Regions from separate parts of the Mus musculus genome. Here region 1 is linked to region 2. A link is a contact called in public promoter capture Hi-C data. All regions are on one chromosome and are shown on one strand. The core of a region is the stretch at or near the end of the contact, and the rest is flanking DNA. Distances in the headings are between cores, read along the strand shown. Region 1 holds the start of Stk17b (serine/threonine kinase 17b (apoptosis-inducing)). Region 2 holds the start of Nabp1 (nucleic acid binding protein 1).

Evidence for each region. Capture Hi-C pulls out chosen DNA fragments and counts their contacts.
Region 1: a promoter capture Hi-C map of liver shows a contact between it and region 2, with 2.8 times the contacts expected there. The contact joins the promoter of Stk17b here to the promoter of Nabp1 in region 2. A contact is called at or near these places in 1 of 39 promoter capture datasets (erythroid cells), 2 of 484 Hi-C or Micro-C datasets (B cells and rod photoreceptor) and 2 of 9 other capture datasets (adipose tissue and liver).

The regions. Positions count from the first base shown.
Region 1 is chr1:53,781,700-53,788,712 of GRCm38.p6, reverse strand. Stk17b (serine/threonine kinase 17b (apoptosis-inducing)) reads left to right here and starts at 3,498. Exons shown (of 8, transcript NM_133810.3): 1 at 3,498-3,639.
Region 2 is chr1:51,476,276-51,483,069 of GRCm38.p6, reverse strand. It overlaps Nabp1 (nucleic acid binding protein 1), which reads left to right and starts at 4,671. Exons shown (of 6, transcript NM_028696.3): 1 at 4,671-5,245; 2 at 5,454-5,592. The coding sequence starts at 5,155.

The sequences.
Region 1 (7,013 bases), core at 2,249-4,748, 2.3 Mb before region 2:
AGTTAGCAGTGTTTTCCCCCCTCTTTCTACATGGATTGAACTCTAAGCCCTTAATACATAAATAACTGGTACGCAGTCTAGGCATTCTTTTTAAGGATGCTGCGGGAGTTTGAGTTTGCAGCCTTCTCTGTGCAGAACACCATCCTCTTCCATCCTCCCTATCTGGAGGCACTCAACATGAGATCAGAGAGAATCAGTTTTTCTGGTCAGTATGTGATGGTTGGCCTGGATGGACTGGGAAAGATCACCTATCCTTATGGTGATGAACAGAGTAGATCAATGAACAGAAAGAAACTAGTTCATACATGCCCAAGGAGGCCACAGGTAGCAAGCCTCGTAAGCAGTACACTCCATGGCCTCTGCATCAGATCCTAACTCTGGGTTCCTGCCCTGCTTGAGTTCCTGTCCTGATTTCCCACAGTGGTGGACTGTGCACTGAAAGTATAAGTTGAATAAATCTTTTCCTCCCCAACTTGCTTTTTGGCTATGGTGTTTTGTCACGGCAATAAAACGTTGATGAAGACACGGTTCTTCTATTTTAATGTTCATATAAGGCGCAAATGAATTGGGAGAATACAATTAGTCTTTTACCACTGTTTCTGGTCAGTGGCACTCAAGGATATCAGCTCAGCTCAATAAATAGGGCAGAGGTAATGACAGCAGAATAGCCATCACACTATAGGAGGATTTCCTCTTCAAGGAATAACAATAGGAACATACATGGCTATGAGTGCACTGAATCTTGAATTTCCTTGAGAGACCACAGTGTTCTCCCCAGAATAGGAAATTACTTGTTACTTCAATCACAGTACCAGAGACCAAGCCAATTTAGCAGAATGTCTTTTGGAAGAGCATAAGTCTGACAACAGGCCCAAGGTGATGCGACTGTAATGGTTAACTTTGTTAATTTGACCTAGAATCTCTTAAGATGTTAACAAGAAATTCTCTACACTGGGTTGGCCAGTCTACATGCCTGCGGGGATTATCTTACTTACATTAACTGATGTGGGAAGGCCAGGCCACTGTGGGCAGCACTATCCCCTAGGCAGGGGTTTCTAAACTGCTTCAGAGCTGAGAGCAGAGCATAAGCAAACAATTGGGCATGTATGAACTAGTCTCTTTCTGTTCTTGGAGTGGATGTGATATAACTAGCTGTCTGAAGTTCCTGCCTTGACTTCCTCATAATGATGAACTGTATATCTGGTATTGTAAGTGAAATAAACCTCTTTGTTCCCTAAGTTGCTTAGGGCAGATGTTAGGACAAAAATGAGTCTGGAACAGGAGCATTAAAGTAGCACATAGGTCAATGTCTGTCACGTACCAGTGAATTCCAGGTGAGCACGCTGGAAGCAACAATGAGTTTGATTGCTGGAGAAGGCAACCTGCTTACAAAATTAAATAAAATGCAAGACGACTGCTTAAAAGCTGGTGACAATGGGGATGGGGGTGGAGCTGATGACAAGAAGAGGGTGGTGGTGGTGGTGGCAGAGAAACTCATTGGTCAAGAGCACTTGCTGCTTTTGTAGAGGAGCAGAGCTCAGTTTCTAGTACCCACATCAGGTAGCTGATGACATTTAACTCCAGCTCCGGGTGGGTGTTGGGGGCAACACCTTTAACCTCCTCTGGCACACTCACCCATACACAAACACTCCTCACATAATGAAACGTCGTTTTTGTTTGTTTGTTTGTTTGTTTGTTTGTCTGTCTTGTTTTTAATAAGCTGGCAATGGGCTGGGGAGCTGTCTCAGTTGGTAAAAATGATGACCATATCACCACAAGGACCACAGTACAGATTCCCATGTCAAAAGCTGTACACATGGTACCTGATCCTGTCACCTGTAAGTCCAGTGGATACAGGTAGATGGACCCATGGAAATCACTGGTCAGCAGGCCAAGCTGAACTGCTGAACTACAGGTTCAGGGAGAGACTGTTTCAAAAACTAAAGGGAGAGGTATTGAGACTGACACCTGACATTAATGTTTCTGGCCTCCACGTGCACATACACAGATACACACAACCCCACATAAACACACACAACACGGCCTCTACATTCAAAAGCCGGAGATCAAGGAATTGTTTAAGTTTAAAACAGTTACAAACATCTAAACACCAAAAACGATCACAAGGAACTCCAAGAGGGCACTGGCTAAGCCTTGGTACTGACACTTTTGGATGCAGCTGCTGTTTCCTGGAAGAAAGTATGGGAACAATCTCATTGGTTTGTGGACACCTTAACATTTATGCTTCCCTGGCTAAAAAGATGCAACATTATCCATTTGACAACACTTAAAGAATCAATACATTATACTGAGGCCTGTCTAAATAACAACACAGACCTCATGAAATGGTTTTGATAACTTTAAATGCATGTGTCCTGGGACATACACTGCTTGGAAGGGCAAGCAGATGGCTTGAAGAAATCTTGGTTAAATGTGACAGGGGAAGAACATAAAATGGTTGCTAAGATGTTCTAAAAGCAAGAGAGTTCCACTCACAGAATTTTTCCCAATAGTTTTTTATACCTACTAAAAAAGTACCCTTCAGCAGTTCTAGATTCTATGTGTAGATGCTACATATAAACGTATAAGTAACCTAGGATCTTATATGTATGTAAACCTACTGTATCTAGCACGAAACTTTCAGTTTTTAAACAGTCTTCAATAGTTAACAGATCTGGGGGCCTGGGGGTGGAACTTAGAAGTGGAACCCTTGCTAAGCATGTGAAAGGCCCTGTGTTCTAACACTGCTAAGAAAGAAAGAGAGAGAGAGAGAGAGAGAGAGAGAGAGGGAGGGAGGGAGGGAGGGAGGGAGGGAGGGAGGAAGAAAGAAAGAAAGAAAGAAAGAAAGAAAGAAAGAAAGAAAGAAAGAAAGAAAGAAAGAAAGAAAGAAAGAAAGAAAGAAAGAAAGTAGCAATGGGCATTGAGCAGGTACAAGTTTTCCTCATTTCCCCTACCACAGTAAACCAGCAATTAGTTCATCTTCAGATTCTCCTACAGTGTCTTGAGCTAGTTAGTGTCTTAAGACATCCAGCTGTAGAGACTAGGATCCTGGAGTCCTATTTATGGCTTCAAGAACCCATAGCAAGCTGGAATCTCTATTTGTAGGGTAGGTTCAGGAGGTAAGGAAGAGGACAAGGAAGATTTGAAACACAGAACTTTAATCATCACAAGTCAAAGAGCCCGGACATCGGCTTCTTTCATCTCTTGTGTCCCGATACTTACACATCCCGGAACTACTCTGAAGGTGGAAAAAGTGGGAAAAGAGGCGCGGACCCCCCCCCCCCCCCAACCCGGCCTGCACACTGTCCAGTTCTAGGCTACATCCAGCAACCAAGTCTTCAGGCGCTCGGCGCTCCGCCCACTCCCCGCCCCCCTCCTGAGGCCCGGCCTCACAGCACGCGCTGCCGGCCGCCGCCCCGCCCCGCCCCCACGTGACAACCCCACCCTCCGTAATCGCTCCGATTGGCTCTTGGGCAGCAGAGGGCGGAGTCTGTGTCGAAGTACAGTGTCCCAGACGCGGCTGCACTTTTCAAACCTCAACTGTAAGAAGCGTCGGTCAGCGTCTGTGCGGTCGCCGCCGGGAGTCGCCTCACAGGGGCCTGGCTGACGGCGACCAGCCGTTGTGGGGAAGAGTGCGAGGTGAGCCCGTGTAGCCGTGGCCCGGTCGGAGGGAGGGCAGAACCCGCGACGGCGCGGAGCTGCGGCGGAGCGGTCGGTGTGGGGGCGCGGGGACCCTGCGGCGAGCCCGAAGGCCAGAGCCGGCGTCCCTGAGCGCGGCCATGCCCGATAGCCTCCGCGGCGTCTCGACGTGGTCCTCCGGGTGGCTCCGGGGCTCGCGTGCTGTGGGCGCGGGACGCCTTCACGTCGGGGCGGGTGGACGCGTCCGGCCAGCAGCCTGGGAGAAACTTTGCGGTCATCGCGTGGGCCGCTGTCAGTCCCGGCGTGGGGAGCCACAGCTGTTTCCGTGACTTTTTGGCTTTAAAGCAGTGGGAATTCTTCTGTACTTGTGACCCATCCTCAGACTAGACAGCCACATCATGGCCACGGTCTGGATCTTTATCCCGACTCGGCCTTACCGTGGGAAAAGCGCTTAATTTGGCTTCACTCTCGGGATATAGATGAGTGGAGACAAAGTTGAAAGAAACTTCACGGCCGGCCGGCTGGTGGCTAGTGGCCGTGGCTGTGCTGGGACTAGAGAAGCGCTGGCTTCAGCTTGCAAGTTGGAATTAAGAAATACTTCTGAAAGCCTAGGAATTTCAACCATAATCATTAGCTTGCAGTGTGACATTCACTGAGGGTTTGGCTGACGTCATGTTTACATACATGGTACCGATAACACCGAACCTCGCCGGCAGGTTTGATACCGTGTGGACTTTTTAAGTGTTCAAGACTGGGAGAGAGGCTGTGCCTTGAGCAGCAAGGTCTGCAGAGGTAACGAGGCAAGTGGAGGCATATGTAACATGGAATTTAGAACTCCAGGAGCACAGTTTTATTATGGAGAGATATAAACTCCTTTCTCATTGGTACAGTCTTCACAGTGAGATGCCCAGAAATGGTTTTCAACAACTTCATAAAAATTGAATCACAGTGCCTTAAAATTGTGTATATTAAAAAACACTAGTCCATGGAAATCGTGACCAAATTTTAGACCTGTCTTTTCACCTAATCTTTTTGATATTAATTTAATTTTTTGGTAGTTTTAATATTTCAAGTAATTGGTTTTTTTGAGATACACATACATTTTAGATAATTTTCTGGAATGAAGGTTTACTATTAAAGTAAATTTACTTACATGACAGTATGCTTAAGTTAGAGAAGTAATATTTCTGTGATTTCAAAATTTTTTGTATGTGGATAGATTGGTAATAGTTTTTCTTGGATTTTTTTTTTTTTTTTTTTTTAAAGTAAGAATTTAGTTTCAGGAGATGGCTCTGCTGGGAAAGGTTCTTGACACCAACTCAAATGTCCTTATCCCCAGGGCCTACATGGTAGAAAGAGAAAACCTACACTTACAGCTTGTCCTCTGACCTCTAAACTTGCATGTAATAAAATATTAAGAAAAAAATTACATTTTGGTTAAGGTAGAAGTGGCATTTTAGTAGAAACTTCATAAATCAACAGTCTACCATTTATATCTAAATTAATGTCTATAGACAATGTAGGCATTTAATGGCAGACACTTCTAATTTCATTTTTCAGTGTGTATTGACAGTGAACAGTTTGTCATTGGGGTTAAGTGAACGTATAACCATGTTTTCATTGGTTTGTTTTGTAGCTGCTTGACAATTATAAGGAAGAATTTCTGTGTCAAAATCTCCCAGTTTTTTAGAGACTCAGTTTAAAACTAAATTTTCTCAAGATATGATATATTATAATGCTTATTTCCTGTGTCTAAAATTCTTACCTCCTGCATCTTGACATTTACTCTACACTTGAGTCTTGCTTGCCAGTTTTAAAGGCTTTTTGTCTTTTGAGACAGGGTCTCACTTTATAGACTTAGCTGGCTTTGAACTCAAGAGATCTGCCTGGCTCTGCCTTCCAAGTTCTGAAATTAAAGGCCCGCACTATCAGCTCAATTTTGATTATTTGTCTACTTATATGGCACTGTTGGGGACTGAACCTATGCCTTGTGCATGCAAGTTGGTACTCTGCCAAAAGAGCTATATATGCAACTACACATAGTTTATATTATCTATACCAGACTATTTTGAAAAGGATGTGTTTTTGAACTGAGTTCAAGACAGAGAAATATTCTTTTTAATTATCTTGTGCATGTAAATGAACCCCTTTTTTGAATTTATATTTATACATGATATATTTTGATTGATCACTTTGCTTTTTCCAACTAGTGCAAAAGAGGATGTACTTTAAGCATTGAGAAATTTTAATTGTAAAATGGTAGTTGTTTTTTTAACCCTTTAAGAATTAGATTCCAGTTTACATTGTAACAGTTACTGAACAAACATTATTTCAGAGGTGTTATTAGTAAAGGGTACGGTAATTTATTTTACAACAGAAATCCAATTTTCCATCTGATGAGTGATGAGCCCGCCATTATTTCCGGTTTTCAACATCTTCTCACCCTACTTCACAATTACAGGATCTATTTCTTTTTCTGAAGGTGGGTGGGGATGGCATCAGGCCTTACTGTCTTGGCCCAGTGTCAGGCTGAGGTTCCTTGCCTGGGACGTAACCCCGCTGTAATCTATACTCTAGTGGTTGGACTAGAGTCAGTTGGCTTCCCATTGTAATTTTCAGGGAATTAAATTACTGGATTTTGCTTGCTGTTCAGTGTTTAAAAACAAACATAACAGTACAGTGCTGTGAGTAGAGTACATAGAACATAGAAATCGTCTGTCAACACTAATGCTGTCTTCCAGTCCCTGGCCAACTAAAACACATCCTTGAACGAACAGAAAGTTCTTATTTCTTCTAGATGCTAGATAAGTAAACCTTCAGTTTATCTGTTTCCTAGACACAGCTCAGTCTTGTTGGTGCCCATGTGGTATAGAGAAGTTGCTTGGCTGCCATAGTCATTCACATTTACTTCATGAAGGTCTATGGATAGGACAAGTATGTGGCTTTCAGGATGTTCTTAGCTAACATAAGCATTTACATGAAAACAAGTGGTCGCCTAGTCTGGAACAGTTAGAGCAGACTAAATGGTTTTTGTTTTTTGTTTTTGTTTTTTGTTTTTAAATCTTACATTATAATAGGTGATAAAATAATTTTATTTGATTTCTGAGTTATGTGGCTTCCTTGTTTTGAAAAAGAAGTTCTGTACGAGCAGTTTTAAATATTTTGTATTTAACCAACTACTAAAGTAAGCAGAGACTGTTTTGAAGGCTCCGATACTGCAATTTCAAGATGAGTCTCAGTTCCGCGTAATCCCTTTGGATGTACCTTATCATTTATAGCATTTTGTTCAAACAGTTTTTAATTCTTACCAGGTACCCCATTCGGAGTTGCTTAAACTCAAGTAAAAGGTTATTGTCCTTTGACAGAAAATATGA
Region 2 (6,794 bases), core at 3,422-5,921:
AGGGAAGTGGAAAACATTTTTGATCTAACACTATCTCCTATCTGGCTGTGTTTTTCAGACTCTGGTGTACATTGATGGCCATTACCTGGGGGTGTTTTCTAAACATGTTGAATGTTGATATCTGTCTCAACTTGAGAAAGTTCAATTGTGAGTTGTTTATCCTTTCCATAGTATTATCTACTGTTGGTGATCGATTGGAACATAGGAATTCTTTAGTAACTCTAGATGGTTTTCCTGTTAACATCTTGTGGCTTGTATTTTTTTTTTTTTTTTCGAGATAGCATTTCTCTGTTTAGCCCTGGCTGTCCTGAACTCCCTCTGTAGATCAGGCTGGCCTCAAACTCAGAGATCTGCCTGCCTCTGCCTCCTGAGTTGTGGACCACCACTGCTCAGTTTTATTTTTTTCATCTACAAAATAAAAGGTTTTCAGTCCCCACTTCTTTGGGATTGAAGGCCATCAGAGGATATACAATCTCACAGAGTAAGAACTACTGAATTCTTGGCCAAGGAGACAGCCATTATTGAACTAGCTGGACCACAGCCTATAAGCCACTTTAACAAATTCCCTTTTTAATGTCAATTCTGTTCATCCAGAGAACCTTAATACAGAGCACCGACTCTTCATGGTGATGTGTGGGTGTCTATGTGCATGTGTGAACTTCACAGTGCCCCCAAATAAGAGCTGGGTATCCACTTTTTATTGTAGTGAAGTCAGAATTTGGTGATCTTGACCTTGTTTTTCCTTTTGTGCAGTCTTGATACATAGCTGAGGCTGTCCTTGCATTTGTGCCTAAGCTTCCCAAGTGCTGGAGATTACAGGTCTTGGCCAACAAACCAGCTTGTAAATGGAATTTTAGGACAGTCCTGAAACCTAGTCAACATGTGTCTGGTGTGAGGATAGAGACTGATGCTTCTTTTAAATTTTTTTTTTAATCGTTTTGGTATGGCTTGTTAAGCAGCAGAACTCTGAGATCCTCCCCACTGAGTTTTTACATTATTTTATGTATTTGCTTGTACATTCAGTTTTACAAAGGACACCAGGAAAATGTTAAACAGTAGCAACTCTTGGAAACATCCAGATTAAGCATTCTCACAGTTCTGTAAAACTGTGACCTTGTGGGAGCTCCAACTGTGACCTTGTGGAAGCTCCAACTGTGACCTTGTGGAAGCTCCAACTGTGACCTTGTGGAAGCTCCGACTGTGACCTTGTGGAAGCTCCAACTGTGACCTTGTGGAAGCTCCAACTGTGACCTTGTGGAAGCTCCAACTGTGACCTTGTGGAAGCTCCGACCTATCCAGGCTCTTTAGACATACGACTTGGAGCATTGTCTACAACATCCTTTAAGTATGAAAATCATGATATATATACTTGAACCAATAATATGTTATTTGTTTCCATATAGTTCTGTTGGGCAATATACTTTTGCTTTTTTCCATAAATAGCAAATTCAGGAAACTATTGAGAGGTAAGATATACTGAAAACATAGAACATAGAACATAAAAGCCAAAACTGTTTCAGAACATAGACGCCAAAGCTGCCTACCTCATTATTACAGAGTAATATGCTTTGAATTAATCTACTTAACAATGAGTTTCTTTCCAAGAGGAACTAAAATTTCATTATCCTCTAGAATATTTCACTGACCTCCAGCCCCAAGCAGGCATTGGGGATTATTCTGAATTACAAATCCTTCAAAAAAGTCAATTACAAATTTAGATAACTAGTGATTTACACATTTTATATTCTTTTAAAGAAAAAGTTTTATAAGCATAAGGGTTTAAAGCTCAGATTTTTTGGGGGGGGGGGTGTCACGAAACATGTATCATTGAGAGAGCTACTGAATCTAATTGTGAGGAGTGTTCAGAGCCAGATATGTAGTAGATGCTTAATGCATGCCAGCATATACTCTAGGGAATGGTTACATGAGTATAGCAAGTTTTTATCTTTTTATTTTTAATTTTTATGAGTACTGGTATTTTGTCAGCATGTATGTTTATGTACCACAAATATGTATTGCCTGCCTGTGTATGCTGGGAATCAAACCCAGGGCCTGCTCGGGGAGAGCAGCCAATGTTTTTAACCATGAACCATCTCTCCAGCCTCAGCAAAAGTCTAATATATATATTTATTTATTTTTTTCTGTGAGATGGTTCCCTTTTGTAGCCTTGGCTGGGCTGGAACTCACTGTGTAGACCATTTAGCAATTGATCTGCCTTTGCCTCTAGTGCTGCCTTAAGAGCTTGGACCATCACACCCATAGTTGATTTTATCCTTAATCAACTATAATCTTTGAGAAGTGACTTAGGAGTTGCTGAAACCTATGCTCTCCATTGAACTGTGTGTTCTTGTTGCAGTTTCTCAAGGCTGCCTGTGGGTTTGTGAGAAAGTGGTGCCATTTTTATTGTGGGAGCTCTGTGCTAGGGGAGGAAGTGAGAGGATCAGCTGAGTCTGTCTTGGGTGGAGGGAGGGCCAGGAAGGGCAGGGACAGAGGGACAGCCCTGTGCAGTAGCTTCTGCTTTTTAGAGTGCCTGCTTCTCTCTTCTCTTCTCTTCTCTTCTCTCTCTCTCTCTCTCTCTCTCTCTCTCTCTCCTCCCTCTCTTGGCATGCAAGTGTGTTCTATTGAACATAGTTTTTTTTTTTTCATACCATATATTCTGATTATATCCCAACTCCTCCCAGATCCTCCCTTCCCATCTAAATTCACTTTCTCAGTTAGAAAATAAACAGGAATCTAAAAAATTATAATAAAACAAACAAAACATAAGGAAAAAAAAGCACAAGAATCAGATGGACACTGTGACACTCTTTCAAACACACAGAAATAGTACAAAACCAGAAACCATAATATACAATCAGTAAGGACCAGTCAAAACAGTCCCAACGAGACGTTAGGAGACAAAGAACCTCCCAAAATGTCACTGAGTTGTTTTTGTAGCCCAGGTGAAACTGTTAGAACTAATATTCATTTGTGAGCCGTTAATCAGTTGGAGATGTCTTCTGGTTTGGGGATAGGGTGCATGAGTCTGTCTACCTCTCCTCTCAGTGTTGGTCAGCCCCGAGAACCCACCTAGGGCACACCCCTACAGGGCCTGGTCTCTTAGTGTTTGGGACCTCTTTAAGGAATGTGTATATAAATAATTCTGAGCATCCCTCTTAGTCCTTTTTATGAGGGCAAATGGTTGAGAATTCAGGGAGTGGCTAGGTCCCCCACCCCACCCCACCCCACCCAGATCCCTGGCCACAACTTTGCTCTATTATATTGTTTGTTTTTCAAGGCAAGGTTTCTGTGTAGCTCAGGCTGACCTTGAACTCACAGATTGCCTGAGATTCCTGAATGGTGGGATTAAAGGTGTGCTTCACCTCTAGGCTGCTCAATGTTCTTAACATGGCTTGTTATTTATTCTTAAACTTTTCTCTATGCTGTTTCTCGGTATTATCCTTAAAAAGAAAAAGAAGTGTGTTTTTGATATATACATTTTCTATTTTCCACAGTATTTGCTTATATGATTCTCTAACATGCTAGAATATACTCTGCTGTTCCCATTTCTTCAATCTGTTTTGGAGGGTTACAATCATACTACTTAAACATAAAATACTTCTGGTTGAAGCCTCCTAGGGTCAAGATTGCCTAAATTGAAATCCAGTTTGGTTATTCTCTAGTGAGTTTTATTACTTGTAAACGGGGGTTAAAATTATCACTCACCATGAGATTAAATAACAGGTAATTATTTTCAATAGAAAATTGATGAAAAGAAATACTGATCACAGATCTATTTGCGACTGTACTTGGGCAATTTATTTATGACCCCATTTTATCCTCTATGAGGCAAGGATCCTAGTTTTATTGTTCAGATTGTTAAATTCTGGCTAGGAAGCTTAACCAACTAATTTCAAGGTCACACAATTAGCCTCCAGCTTGTTTGGTGGCAAAGCACAACCCTCCCTTTCAGGTTTTGTTTTAAGGTTCCCCTTCACCAGTGTATGGTTAACTCATCTTAGTTATATAAAAGCCAAGTGCAATTTAAAGAAAAGGGTTAAGGAAAAAATGAAATATCTGTGGAACTTAACTATGTATGGCTATTATCAGCATGAAAAGAGGTTTATTTACAAGTTACTTTTAAAAAGACCACCTCGTGTTTCTGGATCCCAATTTAAACACCTCTAAAGTACGAAGGTTGATCGCCAAGTTGCCTGCGACTGGGAACCACTCTCTTGGAAGCCTCGGACACCTTTAGTTCGCCCTTTTTTCTCTCTCCTTGATCCTGCTCGATCACTCTCTCCGTTCCTTCTCAACTGCATACTTGCTCTAACCACGGGGTTCGGAACATCTGAGTTCCACGTGATCGCGGGACTGAAGGGCAAAGGTGGCCTTACTGAAGGATCCTGAGGAATTAGAAGAAGCCAGGTCTCCCTCGGAGCACCAAAAGACCCAGCCCTACAGAAACCCGGAAGACGTGGAGCGACCAGCGGGAGGAGGGTGTGGCCGAGAGACCATTGGTCGGCCGGGAGGCGGTGCTTGTGCTGACAGTAGGGGAGGATCCAGGGAAGCTGCGAGCTCAGTGGCGCTGTGTTCCGCCCCAGAGGCGTGCTAGTGGGCGTGGTGACGTCGCGTGACGCCACAAGGGGCGGGGCGCGGCTTAATAAAGCCGGCCTGAGGGAGCGTTCGCCAGTTGCTGCTTGGGACGCGGGCTGCGCGGTTGGTGAACAGCCTTGCCGTTTTGCTGTCACGTACCTTCCCTGAGCCTGGGACGGAGGGGGCGCGCGCGTGTGCGTGTGTTGTGTGAGGGACAGCGGGACTCGGGCAGGGCCGTCTCCTGATCCCTTTTCCCTTAGCGGAGGCGGCAGTGCGCACGCTGGTTTGCTCGCCGCCCACTTGGGAGCGGGCTCAGGGTGCGGAGTGCGTCTTCGGTTTTGTTTTTTGGTTTTTTGTTTTTTTTGAACTTGTGAGAGTCTTTTTCCCCTCCCTTTTCCATTTTTATTTTCTTTTGGCTCCGTGCCTCTAGGGCTGGTTTACCCGGCCCCTGAATTACCGCTTCCTGACCCCGGTCGCCAATCTTGCCCCAGGTTGCTCCCCGGCTCTGCCCCTGCCCCTCCCCGAGGGTGGGAAGCCTTGCCTAGTGGGTCTCTGAAGCGTAGCCGCACCTGCCTCAGTATGCACGGGGTCAACGACCCTCCACTTTTTATAAAAGACATTAAGGCCGGACTGAAAAACTTAAATGTCGTCTTTATTGTCCTGGAGATAGGTAAGTGAGGTCCGCAGCCCGCCCCACACCCTCGAGAGCTCGGACCTCTTCCCCGCCCGCGACCCCACGTGCTCCTGGCCCAGAATCCTACCCGGGGACAGAAGTCAGTCACGTAGCGAGCCAGAGGAGGGTGAAAGAGCTCCCTCGAATGAACTCCTTATCTAACACACCTTTCCTTCTCCCCTTTTTGATTTTTAAATCTTCACAGGACGAGTGACCAAAACCAAAGACGGCCATGAAGTGAGATCCTGCAAAGTAGCTGATAGAACGGGAAGCATCACTATTTCTGTGTGGGATGAGATCGGAGGGCTCATACAGACAGGGGATATTATTCGGTTGACCAGAGGGTAGGTGTGCATAAATTGGGGTAGGTGTGGGTTTGGCCGACTTCGGGGTTCTGAAGTTGTTTGGCTCTTCCATGGGCCACTTCAAGAAGGGAGCTGTTTTAGTGGACCTCACTGGGAGCAGCTCACCTTCACAGCTAATTTGTTTTAGGTAGGGATTTAACTCCCCTCCAATTTTAAAGGTTAATTTTATTTTTGAGAATACCGTGTGGAAGTCAGTGAGCATTTATCAGTGAGGCTGATAAAAGATCACATTACCCTTTCCACCCTTTCTTGGAGACTGGGTTTTTCTGTGTAGCCCTGGTTGTCCTGGAACAATTCTATAGACTAGTCTGTCCTCGAACTCACAGAGATATACCTGGAAATCAGTTCTGTGTGCCACACCAGTTGGACACATTTCCTTTTTAATCAGTTCGTGTATGAAGTATAATGTCTTCCACCCCTTTCCTTTTTTGGTACCTTTTTTTGTACTCAATACTCATCGTTGTGATATGGACATGAATGAATATCTGGAATACTCATTCTTGAAAATGATTTCATCTGTAAGATCAGAGTTTCACAAAACCCAAAATAATACACAGTGGCAGAAGTTAATCTTTGATTCATTCAGAGTATTTAGTTGGTTATGGAGTTGGAATACTTTTTTTCATAGACTTGAAAATCTTACCAAATGTTGGCCTTAAGAAAAGTTCAGGAAAGAATCTTAAAAGTAGAATATGGAAGCTTCTGTGATTGGGAGAATTGTAATAATTTTATTGGTAGCCATCAGAAAAATAGTTGACAATTGCTGCTGAGCTAAGAGAATGGTAGAAGTATTGAGTCTTTGGGCAGGAGTTCTTTGATCCTATCTCACAGGCCTTACAACATTTTCAGGAAGTGAGGTAAGGTATCATCAAAGCAGGAAGTGAGAGTCAGAATTTAGGCATCTTATTCTCAGACATTGAGTCATTGTGACACTAAATTACATCTTTTTAACGTCCATGTCTTTTCCCCCCCAAAAATCACTTCTTTTGGAGGTTATGGGGAGAACTACAATACTAATACTAATCATAATATATGTTTTAATGAAGTTACCCACCTTGGTAGTTGTACAAAGAAACATTGAAAAAGCCAGACTTTGGTCTGATTCTGCTAATCTAGATTTAATGATGTCATTCACATTTAAAATTGCTCACACTAAACAATTGGTTTCATTCTGTTGATAT